Regions from separate parts of the Mus musculus genome. Here all the other regions are linked to region 1. Evidence: chromatin contacts called from public HiChIP or PLAC-seq data. All regions are on one chromosome and are shown on one strand. The core of a region is the stretch at or near the end of the contact, and the rest is flanking DNA. Distances in the headings are between cores, read along the strand shown.

Region 1 (2,957 bases), core at 321-2,820:
GGGATACTTCTTGGATGCTGGCAGTAGGGTTGACAGAGAAAGACAAGCTGGGAACTATCTCCCATTCAAATGTCTGGGGAGAAGGCTCTACTAGCCTCCCCGTTATCCATGAACGTTGTCAGACACCGCAGTATGCAGAAAAGCAGGGATCAACTCTGAGAACTCCAGCTGTTCTCTATTGGGATGCTCACCTTACTTCCACACCAGAACCACAACTTCCATTTATTACCCTCACAAAAGACCTAGTGTCCCACTTGAGCCACAAGACTGTCAATTTGACAGTCTGATATTCAGTAGCTTAAAGTGACAAAATCAAACTTATTTAACATGAGATTAAGGGATGGAAAGACTTTAAAAGAACAGTGTTTGTGGAAAGTGGACTTTTGATTCTTGTAGGACGGCCTTTGCACTCAATAAACACTGGTAGTTCCTGGAAGGAGCGCTCTTCACAGTAGACCAGCCTTCCTTAACCATGTGTGCAATTTTCAAAGAGGAAATCAGGTACATCGTCCCTGGAGGAACAAGACTCTGTAAAGCCATATATGGAAGGAAAGGCTTTTCTTTTTCTTTCCTGCACTGAATTTGTGTCTTCCAAATATCTAAGCTGTGTCCCACATGATTTTTTTAGAATTGCTAGGAAAGTCTGTAGGTCACACGGGTAAGTCCTAAGGGTAGAGATGGGAGCTGAAAATAGAGCTGTGGATACTGAGAAACATTTTATCTTAACCTTCAAAAGCAATTGCAGCCGTCGTACATCGTTCTCGGCTTCAAAACACCTAGAGTCATTCACGAAACCACTTTACAGAGAAATTTGTTATCCTAAAAGTGATATATATTTAAGAAAATAATAATCAAGGAATTCAACAAATACCATTTCTTCACATCATTTTACGTAACAAAAACATCAAGATTTGACTTGCTTATCGGAAGAGTCAGTTTACACAATTCAGTAACTAGCATGCTGGCTAACCGCAATATCCCCCCTAAAGTTCGGCGTCCACTGCGGCAGGCTGCTGGAGGGAGAAAGGGGTACGCAGGTCCGTTTCCGCTTCGACTCCAACCTTCCCGCTCGCGCGCCCGCCCGCCCGGATACCCCACAGAACACCAAGACCACTTCCAGAGCTGGCGCCTGGGGAGTACCCAGAAGCCTCCGCGGCCGCGGAGCCGCGAGCAGCCGCAGAGCGAGGTCACCTCGCGCTTCCCGAAACCTTGGCTCTGCGTCGTGGGCGTGGCCTGAGGGGGCGTAGCTGCGGCCCTCCACCAATCAGCGCCCAGCAGGTCGCAAGCGCGGGGCCACGCCCCTGCGGTTGGCACGGACTCGTCCGCCCGGAGGATACTGGCGGTGGCGCCTCAGAACATCTGGCAGCAGACGCGGCTACAGGGATGGAGGAAGCGGATGACAGGAGGGGACACGTTCCTGCTATCACTTCCGGAAACCCACCTCCGAAACGCAGCCTTTCGCGCCGCACAGCCCGACGGGAAGGCAGCCTTCCTGTGTAAAAAAAACGCTGCGAAGCGGCCTCGCCCCCGCCGCGGGGCACGCCGGGAGAACAGAGAGCACACTCCCGCGTTCCGGAAGTGTGTGTGTGTGTGTTCGCGCGCGCGCGCGCGCGCGCGTGTGGGTTTCGTGCCCCTGTCCGCGCTAAGCCACGCCCTGTGCCCGAAGGAGGGAGGTGTGTGAGGTGTGGCGCGAAAGCCGGTCACGTGCCACCACTGCGGAAGGCGCCGGAGGGGCGGGTTCGTAGGGGGCGGGGCAACCGGGTCACGAGTGGCCGGAAGTTGCGGCCTTTGCGGATAATCTGAGATGGGGACCACTCTGGACATCAAGATTAAAAGAGCGAATAAAGTGTATCACGCCGGGGTAAGTGGAGGGGTGTTGGGCTTCAAGCTCTGCGGTCTCCAGCACGGCTCGCGCGGCCCCGACGCTAGATGGGCGTGCCCTGCGGTCCTGTCCAGTGTGGGGCTGGGGGCCGGCGGCAGGCGGGCGGGCGGCGGGCTCGAGCTGTCGCTCTGGGGGTGAAGAGCAGATGACAAACGCCCCTTTCTGCAGAAGAGCTTTCAGAACAGACATGTGTGCTCCAGGCTGTGGTCAATCCTAAAGCAGAGTTCTCTTGTAAGCCTCTCACCGCGGCAGGATCCATTACCCTAGTTGTAGAATGCAATCGCCCTGTCTCTACCTCCGGAGACACCAGCACAGCAGCCGTGGAGTCACAGCTAGCTTCTGCACACAGTTCAGTGGATACAAATGCAGCGTGGTGTTGAAAGGGAAAAACATCCCAGGTGAACATCTTAAATGGACGCTAAAGGCTAGAAACCTGATTATTTTAAAAAGATTCCAGTGAGCCACCCCACTTCCATCCTCACCACACAGGAAGCTATATTCGTGATTTGTCTAGTAGACATCATTCAAAGACCCCTCCCCCACAAAACAAAATCCCAAACACCAAGTTGCCATCACCCCTTATAAAAGCGACTGTACTCTGGCAAGATGCACTAAGAAAGTGGAAACTCACTTATGCTAGATCACTGCGAAAGTATTTAGTTAGTTCATAAAGGAAACGATCTATCCTGCCTCAGTTGAGGCACACTGTCAAACCACTGCCATATTAAAGCTGTCAGTTTCATGAAAAGCAATTGGAGGCCAGGGGAAGTGGCTCAGATTGTAAAATAGTTGCCAGTACCGCATAAAATCAGACGTGGTGGTGGGTGTCTGTAATCTTACCACTTAAGACAGGGTCAGAACATTATGATCATCCTTAGCTGCATATTGAGTTTGATACGAGCCCAGGGGCCATAAGATAAGGGCTGGAGAGATGAATCCACTGATCTTCGGAGGGTCCAGTTCTCAGCTGCCATGTCAGACCATTCACAACTCCCTGTAACTCCCAACTGCAGGGAATCTCACACTTCTGGTCTGATTGGACTGCACTCACAGACACAGTGTATAACATAATTTG
Region 2 (2,957 bases), core at 269-2,768, 120 kb before region 1:
CCCCAGTTGCTTCTCAGGATTGCTATCAAAATTGATGTTCTCAGAAGTCTCAAAATCTCACCACCTGGAGCCCCCAGAGCCTGCAGGCTAAGTGCTCACGCCTCTCCCACCCCACTTCCCACCATTCCTCTCTGTTCTATCTCCCAGCACTTCTGTCTCAACCACACTGACCTTCTTGCTGCTCTGCAACAGCGTCTGGCAGGACACGTCTTGAATATGCAGCCTGCTCCCTTTTCTACTCCAAAAATTTTGAACTCAAAATTTGAGCCAGGGAGTGGTGGTGCAAGCCTTTAATCCCAGCACCTGGGAGGTGGAGGCAGGCGGATGTCTGAGTTCAAGGCCAGCCTGATCTACAGAGTGAGCTCCAGGACAGCCAGGGCTACACAGAGAAACCCTGTCTTTAAAAAAAAAAAAAATTGAGACCCGAATTAGATGTTATCCTAAGAAAACTTCTCCTAGAACCTTACTAAATAACTCAGTACCATCCTTCCCTTAGGACACTGTTCTCAGCTCCCAGAGCAAGCGTACTAAAGTCATCATTATGCTCTTGAAATAGAATCAGAACCCTTGAAGGAAGGATGATAACAGTTATTTGTCTCTGCATTTTGGAACTACAAAAGAGCAAGGCCTTAAAGGTGACAATGAGCTAATGAGTGAAAGAAAGAGCAACTGTGGCTCCCTGCCCATGATGTGCAGACTTGGGCTGAATAGGGCACTCCTTGGGGGAATCCTACACTTCCCTAGGCTAGTGATATAAACACTGCACACCAAAAACATTGCACAACTTCTCTGCTCACATAGATTCCTATGCAAGGACTGTCATACCCACTCTTAGGGACAGTCCCTGAATGAGTAGATGTGCTGACATCACTGTAAAGGGAAAGCTGTGATGTAGAGAACCTTGCAAACGTATATAAAAAGGTCAACGGCAAATGCAGACTAGAGCAGTCCCCATCTTATAGCCCAGCATACTTGGCCTATAGAAAACACTCGCATACAGATGCTATCATATGGGGCTATTTGGAATCTGGACACCCTTCTTGTAGAGCCAAAAGGTGGGAAGGAGGGAAGGAAAGCCATGCCTACAATAGAGGAACAGGATTTATCAGCTAAGCATGCCACACAGGGCACTTACTTCTTCATTGAGTGACAGATGGTCCTGAATTTTCTCATACCAACTCAAGTATTTTATCTGTGTGTGCGTGTTAGAGGAATATCTATCCAAACCTCTAAATTCTTACCAGAAACACCAGACTGTTTACCGTTTGTTCATTACCAAAGCCAGAGTTACAAGGAGTACGGAGACAGAGCCAGATGTGGCATCCTAAGCTGCCTGTCCCGTGGCTTGACCCAGTCTTTTCTATTGCCTAACACTTTGAACCTGAAAAGAGTTTCTTTATTGATTGACAGTCTTAAAGGTTTCTGAACATTTTAGCCTCAGTTCTTAGGACCTGTGGTGGTGTTTCACGGTGGGAGCACATGGCAGACAGATCACAGCTGTGCCTAACACAGCAAGAAAAGGAAGAGAAAGGGAAGGAAGTGGGTTCCGGAAGCTTCTGCAAGGGCATCATGGGCATGCCCTTCTCACTATACCTCTCTTTTAGTTCCTGCGTCTTCCCATTTGTTCCTCCCTGAAAACAAGGCTTTACAGGAGGCGCTGCAGAGCCAATCCACGTCAGGCACTTACAGCCTCTTCACAGTCTCCAGAGCTCCAATCTGCTCTGTGGCCTGATTTGTAACTTGCCCTTAAACTCATTTCTGGCTCAGGGGCTGAGTTTCTGTTGTATCCCTGAGACAGGACTATATCATATATAAATTGAGTAATTGGAAACCACTCCTCAAAGGTTAAATATAGTATTAGGGAAGGAGTTTTAGGAACTACATTAGAAAGAAAGAAAGAAAGAAAGAAAGAAAGAAAGAAAGAAAGAAAGAAAGAAAGAAAGAAAGAAAGAAAGAAAGCATGAAATAAAAGCTAATCAGAGAAGAGCTAATGTCAACTTGACACAAGCCCGTGTCATTTTGGAAAAGGAAAGATCAACTGAAAAAATGGCCCCACTCGGTTGGCCTGTGGGCATTTTCTTGATTGATGACTGAGTAGGAGGCTCAGCTCACCGTGAGCAGAGCCACCCCTAGGCTGGCAGTCATGGGTACTGTAAGAAAGCAGGCAAAGCAAGCCCATAAGTAAGCACTCCTCCATGGCCTACGCGTCAGTTCTTGCCCTGACTTCTCTAAGTGATAAACTACAAGTTTTAAGATGAAATAAGCCTTCCTTCCCAAACTGTGTTGGTTATAGAATTTTATCACAATAGACACCTTAATTAAGACATCTGTGGTGATGATATCCATCAAGATACCAGGATAGACAATAGTACTTATTTTTCTTGACTGTTGCAATAAGACTACATTCCCAGCTTGGCCATATGACAAAATCCAGCCAATAGAATACCATACAATTACAGAGTGGCAGACCAGGACCTGCTTATAAAACCTTGCTTTGGGTTACTCTGCACTCTTTTCACATTCAATGACTGGCTTCCAAAGCCCAGTATCACCTGCAGGTACTTTTTTTGCTACAAGATGTCCACATTTTGCTCTGTAACTGTAAAACTGAGTTATTTAACAGCCAATGGAACGGCACATGGATTATACCAGTTGGCTAACACCGAGAACACAGAAATACCAATCTCAATACACTTCCCAGAGATGTCAGTCTGTGTTTCTTGAAGACACCAGTCAAGGGCACAGCAGGTAAGAACCTAGACTGATCCTAAGTCCTCAAGAAACATGCTTCTGGAGCTGAGATGGTAGCTTGTTTCCTGAAGAAGTACACAAACACACAGTGGGGAAGCAGGCAAGAACAAAGCTGGAGTGCATCTTCAAGTCAAGCTGCATAATCTCAATTTACTGTACATACGCCTGCCTCATTCAATATTTGAATTCAAGGAAGCCTACTGGGG
Region 3 (2,957 bases), core at 272-2,771, 71 kb before region 1:
TAAAAAGCATCCATTGTGTTAAAAAAAAATTTTTTTTGAATGTCAAAGTTGAGGAAGTTAAGAGTAACCTTTCCCTTTCAGATATGTCAGGCAACTCAGGATCACTTCAGAACACTCTATGACTCAGTTTACCTACAGACAAAATGTCACTAGTGCTGCTGGTGGCTGTCACCAGTCTTAGTGCAGGACACAGCAGGTCCCAACAATTCTCCCAAGCCCTTCTGTTGTTTGTTTTCAGACCGCCTCATATAATAAATAGCCCAGGCTAGCCTTGAACCTGTGAGAGGAGGATGACCTGTTTTGAAACCTCTCTTGCCTCACCCGTCCTGAGTTTACAGATTAATCATATAATAACAGAGATTACAGATATATACCACACCTGGTTTTTTCAGCCCTAGGATCCAACCCAGAGTTTTGAGAATGTTAGGCTAGCACACTCCCAAATGAGCTACATTTCCAGTCCCCTAAACTCTGTTTTCCTTAAACAAAGTCACATTGATTCCTATCTCCATACTTTCTCAACACAGAATAGCACCTATTTAATGCAGATTAATTATACAATAATACTGAGTTGTCAGATTTAAAGTTAAAGGGTTAATTCTGATATTCAAATTAATCCTTTGCTGGACATAATGGCATAAGTCTTTAACCTCAGCATTCGGGAGGCAGAGGCAGTTGGCTCTTTTTTAGTTCAATGCCAGCCTGGTCTATGCAGTGAGTTTCAAGAGAGCCAAGGCTATGAAGAGGGACTCTGTTTCAAGAGAAAGAGAGAGGGAGAGGGTGGGGGGAGCACATGAATCAATCCTTCACTAGAAACAGATGTAGCAAAGCTGTATCCCTTAATTATGAGTATACAAACATAAGAAGAAATACAAACACTGAAGAGGGTTATGAAACCAATGGTAAAATCAAGGCATCTCACATCATCATTGTGACTGAATATTCACACGACACTGCTTCACCTAAGTATGTAACACTAGAACACGAGCCCTTACCAAAAAGGTAACAGCCAAAACCTGTATTTAACAGGTTTTCTCCCATCCAAGTACAACCAGGCCCACGCTACATTGCTACTTTGCTTCAGCGATCCGCCCAATAAGACACATTCAAACGGGCATGGACAAAAGTGACAGCAGAACTTCTGATCAAACCAATGGGACTGGGGAATAGCCCGGCAGAAGGGAGAACTGATGGGACCCAGCTACACACTCATGGGTACACACTTCAACAGCCCAACTACATGTACACTACTGACCCCAGAGGAACACCATCACATAAGAGAACACACAAACAGCATCCTTATAAACCAGCCATGCCATGACAAGATAAAGTTTCAAAGTGGTCATTCAGTCCCTCAGCCAGCAAGGCAAGCACAGAGACAGTACTCTACACTGTTACTGTCACTACAGTCCCTCACAGACTTTAGACTACAAAGTGGAAAAAAAACACACAGGGGCAGGGACGGCTCTAATAAATGATGGCAAACCATGCTGAAGATAAGGCTAAAAACACAGAGCAGCTGTTCTCACACTTCCTGATGCTTGGCCCCTTTGTACAGTTCCTCCTGTTGTAATGAGCCCCAACCATACAATTATTTTTGTTACTACTTCATAACTATGATTTTGCTAATGTTATGAATCCTAATGTAAATATCCAATGTGACCCCTGTGAAAGGGTCACCTGTGAAAGGTGCCCCCACACCCACAGACGGAGAACTGCTGGCATAGACTGACAAATACAGGGGAGAAACGTTTTTAGATCTGTCAAAGAAAGTCTGACAGATGTAAGTGTTCCAAAACTTAACAGGTAGGACCCAAGCTTACAGTCTTCAAAACTTCCTAAGACATAATTTTCACTTTTAGATCTACACAGAAAAATTTGTAAGAAAATTCAAAACCTGAACAATGAGTGGTGGGAATCTTGAAATGCTAAGCTAGGTCAATAAGCACAACAGCAACTCTGTGTCTCCAAATAATCACTCACAACATACAAAAAGGCAGACAGGGCCCATGTTCTCTAGGGGTCAAGCTAAGATGTGCGATGCTGTAAGGGATCAGTGAGGGGCTGTCTCATGATGGTGGGCCTCCTCTGCAGGACTCAAGCCCCAGCACATTTCTCTGGCCAGATTCTAGCAGTAGGTGAGCAGCGTTGAGCAATTGACTGGACTGACCCAAACCAGCCTGGCTGAGGCCTCTGTCACTAAAGATGGACAGGGCCAATATCCCTGCTCCAAAATGCTTACAACCAGAAGTGATTCAGACTTCCAGATTTTAGAGGGACCAAAGTCTAAAGATAACATTTACAATTTTAATGTTCTTTATAAACATAGCCTAAAGAGGACTTTGTTTATAACTTTATGCTTGAAACTAAAGTTTGTACACAATAAAGCACTATACTTATGGGATCTTGCTAATGTGCCTAGTACATGACACAGTCAGCACAACTACATGTTGAAGAAAAGTCTTTAAGCTGAGGCAGGAAAGGCTCTTGAGCTGAGCCTACGTCCTGCCCTTGACTGTCATACTCTGCAGATGGAATCACAGTGAGAGCAAAGCTCTTCTCTTCTGATAGCCAGAGACCGAGCATCTGCTTACAAGGAACTCCTCTGCATCAACATACAACAGAAGAACCTTTACCATTATACATCTGACACACAGTATCTAGACTAGGCAAAGAAGAAGAAAAACCCTGAACATTAAAAAAATTAAAAATTACCTGGTTAAACATAGAGTATAGAATTGAGATCAAATACAAATGGTTAAGAAATATCTAAGAAATGTTCAACATCCTTAGCCACAGGGAAATGCAAATTAAATCTACTTTGAGATATCATCTTACCCTAGTCAGAATAACCAAGATTCATTTTAAAAATGACAGCAGATGCTGGCAAGAGTGTGACAAAAGAGGAACACTTATTCATTGCTGGTAGAATGCAAACTGCTACAGCACTATGAAAA

What was found. HiChIP or PLAC-seq counts read pairs in DNA pulled down with a chosen protein or histone mark.
Region 2: a contact with region 1 is called in an H3K4me3 HiChIP or PLAC-seq map of bone marrow-derived macrophages, with 4 times the contacts expected there. The contact joins the enhancer-like site here to the promoter of Vps26c in region 1. A contact is called at or near these places in 2 of 39 promoter capture datasets (macrophages and neural stem cells), 1 of 484 Hi-C or Micro-C datasets (myocytes), 11 of 115 datasets of contacts at active chromatin or transcription factors (the HPC-7 cell line, the SCID.adh cell line, bone marrow-derived macrophages and 7 more) and 4 of 9 other capture datasets (adipose tissue, embryonic stem cells, liver and 1 more).
Region 3: a BATF HiChIP or PLAC-seq map of CD8 T cells shows a contact between it and region 1, with 7 read pairs. The contact joins the enhancer-like site here to the promoter of Vps26c in region 1. A contact is called at or near these places in 2 of 39 promoter capture datasets (embryonic stem cells and macrophages), 6 of 484 Hi-C or Micro-C datasets (CD4 single positive thymocytes, CD8 T cells, bone marrow-derived macrophages and 3 more), 13 of 115 datasets of contacts at active chromatin or transcription factors (CD8 T cells, the HPC-7 cell line, the SCID.adh cell line and 10 more) and 4 of 9 other capture datasets (adipose tissue, liver, macrophages and 1 more).

Annotation. Positions count from the first base shown.
Region 1 is chr16:94,525,242-94,528,198 of GRCm38.p6, reverse strand. It overlaps Vps26c (VPS26 endosomal protein sorting factor C), which reads left to right and starts at 1,570. Exons shown (of 8, transcript NM_007834.3): 1 at 1,570-1,861. The coding sequence starts at 1,805.
Region 2 is chr16:94,645,947-94,648,903 of GRCm38.p6, reverse strand. The region is part of intron 2 of Dyrk1a (dual-specificity tyrosine-(Y)-phosphorylation regulated kinase 1a); the gene reads right to left. Among named protein-coding and RNA genes, the nearest start is that of Gm41504, 66 kb to the left of the region's middle. Within about 2 kb of position 1,518, at least 56 of the 459 cell types and tissues checked have an H3K27ac peak or open chromatin away from gene starts, as enhancers often do. A contact at or near this core is called in the HPC-7 cell line, bone marrow-derived macrophages, effector CD8 T cells and 2 more, where this site is marked.
Region 3 is chr16:94,596,370-94,599,326 of GRCm38.p6, reverse strand. All of the region lies in intron 1 of Dyrk1a (dual-specificity tyrosine-(Y)-phosphorylation regulated kinase 1a), which reads right to left. Among named protein-coding and RNA genes, the nearest start is that of Dyrk1a, 28 kb to the right of the region's middle. Within about 2 kb of position 1,521, at least 10 of the 459 cell types and tissues checked have an H3K27ac peak or open chromatin away from gene starts, as enhancers often do. A contact at or near this core is called in CD8 T cells and the HPC-7 cell line, where this site is marked.